2 separate regions of the Macaca mulatta genome follow, and region 1 is linked to region 2. Evidence: chromatin contacts called from public Hi-C data. All regions are on one chromosome and are shown on one strand. Each heading gives the region's core, a stretch centred on a gene start, on an enhancer-like site or on the middle of the called end of the contact. The rest is flanking DNA. Distances are from core to core; before and after follow the strand shown.

What was found. Hi-C and Micro-C count contacts between places; a contact is called where the count stands out from the background.
Region 1: a contact with region 2 is called in a Hi-C map of fetal cortical plate, with 2.3 times the contacts expected there. The contact joins two enhancer-like sites. A contact is called at or near these places in 2 of 14 Hi-C or Micro-C datasets (cortical neurons and fetal cortical plate).

The regions. Positions count from the first base shown.
Region 1 is chr1:180,641,105-180,645,954 of T2T-MMU8v2.0, reverse strand. It overlaps C1H1orf87 (chromosome 1 C1orf87 homolog), which reads right to left. Exons shown (of 12, transcript XM_028833091.2): 12 at 3,124-3,558. The coding sequence ends at 3,398. Among named protein-coding and RNA genes, the nearest start is that of CYP2J2, 68 kb to the left of the region's middle. Within about 2 kb of position 3,359, at least 4 of the 40 cell types and tissues checked have an H3K27ac peak or open chromatin away from gene starts, as enhancers often do. A contact at or near this core is called in fetal cortical plate, where this site is marked.
Region 2 is chr1:179,609,981-179,614,928 of T2T-MMU8v2.0, reverse strand. All of the region lies in intron 1 of NFIA (nuclear factor I A), which reads left to right. Among named protein-coding and RNA genes, the nearest start is that of NFIA, 180 kb to the left of the region's middle. Within about 2 kb of position 2,303, at least 15 of the 40 cell types and tissues checked have an H3K27ac peak or open chromatin away from gene starts, as enhancers often do. A contact at or near this core is called in fetal cortical plate, where this site is marked.

The DNA of each region.
Region 1 (4,850 bases), core at 2,110-4,609, 1.0 Mb before region 2:
TAACTGTGGCCAACAGCACGGAGGAACTTGGAGTTATGCAAGACTGGGTTCTAATCCTGGCTCAGTCACTCACAGCTATAAGTCCTTAAGCAAGTACATACACTGCCCTGAGCCTGTGTTACTCCCCTGTACAATGGGCATGGTAATGCCAACCTCGTTGGTTCACTTTGAGGAGTAAGTACAGGACAGAGAATGAGAGACAGGGATGTGGAACACATATTCTGTGCCCTCCAGGACCACGCAGTCGGTGAACCATCTGTAGGCTTGGAAGATGTCTATACCTGGAAAAGACATTCAACCATTTGGCCCATTGGATGGGGTAAAATGAAATCCCATATAAGACTAAAATAAGCTAGTTTCCCCTTATGGAGCATGTCTGTGTGCCAGGCATAGTGCTGGGCAATTTGCATGTATTATCTCATTTAATATGAATGATGCTCTCAGGTAAGTAGTGACTTGTTCAGGGCCACACAGCTGGGAAAGAGTCTGCGCAGCTGGTGAGAACCTGCTTCTGTCATCCTGTGCCCTTTCCATCCTTAAAGCCTGAGGTTTCTGGCGGAGTTGGGACATACCTAATTGACACCAAGCATCTCCAGAGCACACTGAAGGTTAACCAGTCCACTATCCACAGACACCCATTTAGGAAGGTTTTTTTTTGGAGGACACTGGTGACGGATACCAGACTTTCCCAACACAGTGTTTATTAGAAGTTCACAATGACACAGCTCTGAGAAAAAAGGGAGAAAAGTAATAGACTTTCTATAAGTAAACCATGAAATTCCACCATAGAGATCATAATGATATTGTGAACCATAATGACTTCCTAGCACTTAGTAATTTTCCATCCACCAACATCCCTCCCTAATGCTCCTTGTCTATCAATTCCCACTTTTTGTTGTTGAATTTAGAGTTGAGCCCAATATCTCTCCCCTACTGCAAAACTCCATTGCGGTGGTTCCTATAACTATTGTGATAGTTTTGAGTAAAACCTGCCTTATGATTTTAACAAGAGTCAGAATAATTTTTTCTTTAAGACAGACAGACACACACACACACACACACACACACACACACACACACACACACACACATCTCTTGGGGTAAAGCAGTGGAGAATTCCAGGTAGGACATGATGCAAAAGCAATTGATACTTGACTCTAGAAGGCAGACACATCTCAAAATTTGTTCTTGCTGTAGTAGTGGCCTGACCTCCCTATGCCATTTCACATAGACCATTGTTCAAAGTTCTTTGGAAGGTTCCTGAATGTTCAGCAGCTAAGGGAAGGGACATAAAAAGGTATATCTTTATTACATGCAAAGAACTGTCCAAATGGCATTGCTTTCAATGTTTATAACAATCCTACAAACAGATGCAATTGCTTCTGTTTTATAGATGAAGGAACTGAACTCCAGGGGGATTAAGCAACTTGTCAAGGCTACCACCCACTAAGTGCAAGAGCCAGATTTTGGCGCTTATTTATTCTTTTTCTACTCTCTGTGGAAATACAGGGGGGTGGGGTGGTAGGGTGACTGTGGATCTAGATCTGGTAAAGGTTACCCCACTTATAGAAGTATTCATTCAGCCAAGACTATAGTACAGGTTACGCTTAACCTGTGGTCACGCTTAACCTGTGGTCACACAGCTCTGGTGTCACCTTTCATGCTGCATTCTATGTAAATGCAGCCCCCTGCATTTGTGTAGCTTGGTGATGCTGAGCTACTTATCAAAAACTATACTAGATATTGGATATTAAGAATGGGGCAAGGGAAAATCATTGCTGTTCAGGACCTTATGATTTTGTCTAATAACCCCAACTTCAGGTTTAGGAACTTCTTTTACCCGAACTGCCTCTCCAACCCACTTACTCCCAGAGATGAAGGGTAAAGTGAGACCTTCTCAGTATCATTTGACCAGTCCTTCACAGGAAGCACGAACCTTCTGGCAGATGTTAACTGACACAACCTAACAGCCTTCTTGTCCTCACATCTCTGAGCCTGTTTCCTCATTTGTGAAACAGAGAGGTGAAACCTGTCTTATTTAATTGTCAGAGATAGATCAAACAAAATATGTCAGGTTCCTCAAACACAGTCGTTGCTCAAGGCATATTAAATTTTTTGACCTACTATTCTAATTATCCTTACTTGGCATTTTGGTAGAATGAGAAAGCAGTGTCTATTTGCTTACTCTTTTGACCTCAAAGGCAGCTAGAAAGTCCAAGGGGTTCTAGAAAGGGTAGCCCGTCGGCTTCAAGAGTCATTTTTCTGGACAACACAAGGATTATAAAAACCAAAGCAGGTCAGACTAGGAGACCTTAGAGAGCATTTATTTTAGTGGATCCAAATAGTTTTGTTCTTGAGGTCTTGTCTATAAGAGTACATGAAGCACCTTATTTGATAAAATGCACAGAAAGGGATGCTCAGAGGCCTTTCTGTTTGATTTTCCCCTTGACCTAACTTGTTCATTTTGTCTGGCACACAGATTGGAAACTCAGTACCCTGATCACCCAGTATTAGTGATGGTGTTGGGAGCACATTATCTCTGAAGCTCCAGGCCAGTGTCTCTTCAACGAGCTCATGCTACCAGTGGGGTGTGATATGTGTGTAACTGTGTGCTATGTGAGAGGTGCAAAGTCGGGGGGATGTTAAGAACAGAAGAACTATGGGAACTGATGGAAAGTTCCACCTGGTTTTCCTGTCCAGGCAGAGCAGAGGATGTTACCTATTCCCAAAACCCTTTTTCCCAAGAAGTCCTTCCTCAAAACTTCTATCTGGGACTTTTGGAAAATACCCCTGGAGACAGTGTAACATTGTTTAGTTTTGTACTGCCGAAAATATTGGAGTTGTTCAGAAAACCTCACTTGAAATGGTTCTTCTACTGCTTAAGATTAAGATAGAGCATTGGTAATACTTTCATTTTTCTTCCAATGTGGAAATCCTTCCCAGAATAATGATCAGGAGAAGGGATGATTTACCTATCCAAAAACGATGTTTATAGGTCTACTAGGTTCCAGGCACTGTGGGCAAGTGGCAACATGTAATGTGGTTTTTACTATGTGATGTGGAATTGTGGGGTTTGAAACAACAGTTTGATTAGCAGTGTAGGAAAAAATCAAACATGTAATATTAATAATAAGCTTTATTAAAACAGAAGGAGGTTCTAAGTAGCTGGGTTCTTGCCACATCGAAAGATAAAACTAGGTTTCCTCTGATCACTTTGAGCTGCTTATGAGCGAGCATCATAGCCAGAAACCAAGTCCAAATCAAAAGCATCTACAATAGCTGCATCGGCCTGCACTCTGACAATGTCTCCGCCACTATACTCAGGCTGGGGAGAAACACGTGTCTGGGTAAAAAGGGAGATAAGGGAAACATCTGTTCTCACAATATGGGCTTGTTATCATAGCTCCTTTAAGTACCGCAGTGCTGGCTCCAAGAGCATATTTTCTCCCAAATGGAATCTGCGCAAGGCCTGGTCGATTTTCCGAGGGCTCAGGGACAGGTTGTAAATGAGATTGTAGTTGTGAATGAGGCGTCTGGCTCGTTCCTTCTCCAGAACTCCTGTGATTGGATTGGGTAGGTGGAAGGTTTTTTAAAGAGGACGGAGGGAAAACAGAGAAAACTACATATTAGCTTGAATGACTTTCAGGTAAAGGCTAAATGATAATATTTTGCAACTTTAAGCTTCTTAAAAATCAAGTAGCATCTTAAAAAGTATTTGAACTCGTGGGTATGCATTACAGATTTCAGGAAGAATCTGAGGGTGATTTCAGGGGAGAGAGAACAAGATGGGATCCAATAAGATTCACAGAAAAATTCTAAAGCAATTTAAGCTTTTCTTTGTAGCTTTAAAACTTACAAGGCCAATATTTGAAACACTGGGGGTGCCTAGCAGAAGTAATTTCTAATTGTCTTGAGTTCATTTTATCTTGTTAAAGTCTCCAAACACGCTCCTAAGCATGCAGGGATTAAACAACTTAATTTTAAAATGCATTTCTCTAAATGTATTTATAGATGTTCCTTGGTATCCGCAGGGACTGGGTCCATGATATTCCCCTCCCCAACAGTGATACCTACACCCATGGATGCTCAAGCCCCGATATAAAATGGAGTAGTATTTGCATCTAACCTATCCACATTCTCCCATGTACTTTAAACCATCTCTAGATTACTTGTAACACCTAATACAATGCAAATACAGCGTAAATAATTGTTATACTGTGTTTTAAAATTCTTAATGTTTTTTGTCGTCATGTCATTATATTTTATGTCTATTTTTAAAAATATTTTTGATATGCAGTTGGTCGAATCTGTAGTTGCAGAATACAAAGATGCAGAAGATTGGCTGTCCTGTGACTCCCTCCAGCTTGCTGTGCAATCAGAGGTAAGGCATCTAACTTCTCATAGCTCAGAGTTTGAATCTGCATAATAGAGGTGGTAATGTGTATGACTGCAGGATGTGCTCTGGTGCCCACACATTATATATGCTAATACCAATGTCAGTAAGCTTTCCATGTTAAGATTGGGTAGATTTTGATGGCTGTTGGAAGGAGTTGCAGTGTAGATCATGGCATCACTGAAGATCAATAACTCACTCATAAGCCCCTAATTGCAAGTTTCTATGTGTCAGATACTGTGCTTGGGAATACAGAGGATTTAGAGAATTATTCTGCTACCTCTGGAAGATCTCTGACCCATGGGGGAGAGAAGTTATGCAGAAAATTAACTGGGATACAACAATAATAATTATAATAACCAATATGTAAATATAAAATTTATTATGTCCCAAGAACTGCTCCAAGCATTTCACCAATATTAACTAATTGAATCCTTACAATAACCCATTTCACAGA
Region 2 (4,948 bases), core at 1,054-3,553:
CTTGCTAGATTGCAACGTGGTCAAGTCAGGGCATTTAGGCTATCAATCACTCGAATAATGTACATGTATGCATTAACTAATTTTTTATCACCCCCCTCTCCCTCTTACTCTCTCACCTTTCTGAGTATCCACTGTCCATCATTCCACTCTGTATGTCTACGTGTACACATTTTTAATACTCACTTATGAATGAGAATATACAATATTTGAAAAACATGCCTTCTAAACTAGGTATTGATGCAATAAAAACTTAGTTTCAAAGGTTTATTTTTCTTGGTGTATTCACTGTTGTAGAATTACCCTGTGGAAATAGCAGAGAGCTGCTTCTGGAATGTATCATGACATAAACTGATAAATTCAGCAAAGACATCTACCTGTCAACTGACTTTTATACTCCAATTACGTTATTTTGGTTTTATTTCTAAATATTATTAGACAATAATTAGAACTATTAAAGTATTAAGGCCCTGGTTTAATCCAGGGGACAGCAGAGCATAGTGGTAAATAGAACGAGCTCTGGGGTCAGACCGTTGGAGTTTGGGAAAATGACTTCTAGACAACTTTGAGCAAACTACTTAGCATCTCTATGTCTGGGCTTCCTCCATCTGGAGAATGGGGATGACAGTGGTACACATTTCATATGGTTGTTTTGAGGATTAAATGAGATAATACCTGTAAAGTGCTTAGAACAATGCCAGGTACATGGTAAGGCTTGGAGTTAGTTATTATAGAAGGGGCTCTATAATAAATGTTTAATTGAAAAAAATCAACAGATCCATCTGCGGGTGGAAGTTAACCACTCTTACCCCAAAATGGAAACCTCTTGCTATTGGAATAATTTTCCAGAATAAAATATATTAAAGAAAACGATGAAATACAGGCATTAAATGTTATCACATAACCATCCATAAATTCTGGGTTTCCACAAAGCAGTTCTTCCCAATCATAATTAAGGGTTTGAAAGTCAAATGATTTAAGTGCTAGTTTTAATTACCTCTTGGTGAACTTTAGTGTGTTAGAATTGTCACAACTTTCCTTGAGGATTACTCTGAAGCCAGGCAATACAGTGGGAAATTATTAACTCCTACTTTGGTAGAGCAATTATCTGCATTACAAGGTTTATGCAATTAGCTGTTTAAGATGTCATTATATTTTGCCATCTGGTACACAGGAGTTTATGCATATGAACAGGCACGTGTTGAAGTGATTTTCACTATATGACTTGTTCTCAACCCAAGACATCGCTCTAATGAGGGGAAGTTGCCGTGCACTGTACATTAGTGGCAGGTGCACACTATCAAGCTTCATTTTCATCGAAGACCTTCATTTTTCCATTTTAAAGTATTCTGCACAAGTGCTGGAAAATTAATGAGTCGTTCGCAATTGAACAACGCCTGCAGACGCGTTCCTTAGCAGTTAGGCGGGGGCACGGCTTCAGGTAGGGGGCCACTCCTCCTCACCCGGACGGCTGCAAGGTACCCTCATTCTGTGCAAAGCCAGGGCGCGATCCACTGCAGTAAACCTCCCCTCGCGAAGAAGGAAGCGGGGCTCGCTGTTGCATCCCAGGCCGAGCGCCATAGGGGAGAGGGCGCCGCAGCGAGTCCCCAGATCCCAGCCCGGCCTCGACGCCAGGGCTCTCCCGGAGCGTGCGTCCTTGCCAGAAGCGCATTAAAACGGCGCCCTCTGGTGTCGGCTCGCGGCGGCCGGGTAAAAGCAGAGGCGCTGGGGACCGAGTTCAACTCGCCACCCTGTTCGCAAACCGAAAGATCCCCAAGTCTAGAAAGTGCCTTGCCGCTCTGCTGACGCTGTGTCCGCGGCCCCGCTGTCGCGCAGAGCTGGGCTGCGATCAGAAAGCTCGGCTACCCTGGCCCCAGATAGTGGCTCCCGGGGGAACCAGTGTGGAGGGCGAGGAGAGCCCTGGCCTTCGAAGGCAGGAAGGACGGAACCCCTAAGCCACGACCGCAGCGGGGCGCAGGGACGGCCGGGCTCCAGCCACCGAGGCCCGAACTCGACCTGTACTGCCCGGCTGCAGGCCGCGAAGGAGCCCCGGGTAATGGGGGCGGCAGGAAGGAGAGGCGCGCAGGGTTTTCCGGGCCTCCCCCAGCCCCGGGCTCTCATCTGGGCTTTGTGGGTTGGTGGTGTCTGAATCGCCGACGGGCCGAACCGTGCCGGGAAGGCGCGCGGCCCGGCGCGGGCATCTGGCCGAGGCCGCGCCGCGCTGCCATTGAAATGTGACACTGATGAACGAGCTAAGCCCGCGGCTTTCCTTGGGAGAGTTGGGAGTCGCCAGCCGCGAGATCTGCGACTCTCAGGTTCCCTGGGAAACGTTCTCCCCGCACCCCACCCTGCCTCCACCTTCGGCACTATTGCAACCCTCTCCCATTTCCCCCCAACACACACACACACACACACACACACACACACACACACACACCCCTCACGCGTTTTCCAGGAAGACGGAGTGGTGGCGGGAAAGAACAATCTGACCACGGGGAAGTTTGAGTTGGTTGGGGCTGAGTCAATTAAGTCGCCCCTTGAGCCTTTTGTTTTAGGGCTCTGATTGCAACGGCGCCTTTCGCCTTTTATATTTGGGCCTTGTGGGTGACAGTAAGGGGACAGAGGAAGGGGACGGAGCACGTGGAACCTGGCCCCTTTTGGGATGTTTCTGCACCAGCTTTTGTTGGGGGAGAGGGTGGGAAGGGAAGCAGGGAGAGTGGGTACCTTACAAGCAACCAGCAAGGATTTCTGGAGAGACAACAACGTGCGGAGCACTGAATCAGGCACCAGCAGCGTTTACTGAGAATGAAAATAGGATCTTGCAAGCTGATTAGCGAGAGAAAAATTCAAAAAAGGGACAAATTGGTTTGATTAAGTATCCAAATAGATGCAGCAAGGCTGAGTAAACAAATCAAGGATGGGTATTGGAATTGGCCAGTGGAGTCTCAGAGCATCTGTGTGTGGGCATCTCCGTGAGTCCATTGCAGTTCAGAGGTTGTTCTAGTAAGCTCAGCCTAGAAAACAGATACTAAAGTTTGAGATGACGTTGTCAAAAAAAAAAGAGTCAATCATTCGCGTTGGAAGATAAAGTTGGACAAGTAAATCAAGCCCAGACTGAGAAGGCTGAGGGGCCCAGAATCTAAAGGATAATCTACTGGCTTTGGGGCCAGACTAGCACAGAAGCAGCCCTATCCAAGCCTCTTACAAATTGTAACTATGAGTCTCTGTTTCCCTCCGTGAAATGGGGATAATTATGCCTTGGTATTGTGAGGATTACACAGGGTTAAAGGAGACAATGTCCTTGGGCCTAAATACATTTGGTATTAATATAACCCCTCCTTCTCTTTCAACCATTTCAAAATCGTTCCCATCATCCCTATGCTCTGGGCATCTTCAGGAGTTCTTCAAATAAATATGTGACTATGCTCATCTTGTTTATGTTCAGTCAGCTCTGTTGCCTCGGACACTCAGCAGTCCATGTTATACTAATATCTTTTGGAGCATCTAAATTATTTGAAAACACTGAGTTTTTACTACAAGCTTCTGGCAATTGACTTTCTGAGTAACCGGCCCATGAGACTGCTCCATTTAATGTCAATCATAAGTAATATGAGTTTATTAGACTCTCACCAGTGGCCCTAACTGAACACTCCATCCCCCATGATCAAGAGCAGCAATTCAGCTTCTTAAGCAAATTTTATTCCTGTCTGTTGTAAAAAGTCATTTCATTGTAATAAGTATCTGCTTTCCCAGAGCTAAAACTACACAGAACAGCCTGTGCCCTGCAATTGACTCAGGGAGATACCCACATTCAAAAGTACTGAGACTGGGACTTGGGAAGGTCAATGCGCTGATTCAACAAGGTGATATGAAGAACACTAATAAGTTTCAAAGTGACCTATAGTTCTGGCACGGTGGCTCACACTTGTAATCCCAGCACTTTGGGAGGCCAAGGCAGGTGAATCACCTGAGGTCAGAAGTTCGAGACTAACCTGGCCAACATGGTGAAATCCCGTCTCTACCAAAAATACAAAAATTAGCCAGGCATGGTGGTGCATGCCTGTAATCCCAGCTACTCGGGAGGCTGAGTGAGGCAGGATAATTGCTTGAACCCAGGAGGCGGAGGTTGCTGTGAGCTGAGATCACACCACTGCACTCCAGCCTGGGTGACAGAGCAAGACTCTGTGTCAAAATAAATAAATAAATAAATAACCAAAGTGACCTGTCGACTGGATCACAGCTCTGCCCTTTATTTACTAAAAAGAGCCCTGGATTGCTCATTGTTGGGAAATGGTACCAAAAAGAAGTAGCTAAAGTTTCCAGAAATATACCTATCCAGTCCACACTCTTACACCAACCAATGTGTGTTTCCATGACATGGAAGCACAATTACGAATCAGAGAATAAAACAGGTATCTCCAAAATACGCTGCTGTCTCATAGATGCGTACATATTGCAACTTGTGTAAAATGAGGCCATAGGCTGTCATTCCTACCTGCCCTAAAGTCTGTTCTCAAGTCGCCCTAGCTATATGAAGATGACGAAATGAGGAACATTGAAATTCTTGAATGAAGGTAGTAATTTCAGGAAGGAAATTTATCAGCTCAATGCTTGAGCTAGGGCATACGTTCTTTGAACATTATCCTCATGATTTTATTATAACAGAACTAAGGCATGAACTTGAAAAACGGGAGAATGGGAGAAAATTTTACCCTAAAACTAATAATGTAAGTGTTGGGAGAAATACTCTTGTATTTCTCCATATTTCTGCTAGCACCTAGAACAGTATAGAATACACAAAATACGTTCCACTAATATGTGTTGGTTTCAACTGGTTTTTCTTCACAAAGCCCTCTTATCTAATTACCAACTGGTCCCCAGAAGCTAACAATCTAACCACCTGACCTTACATTTGATAACTTTATAGTGTTAGTTACACGGTAGGGTTTTC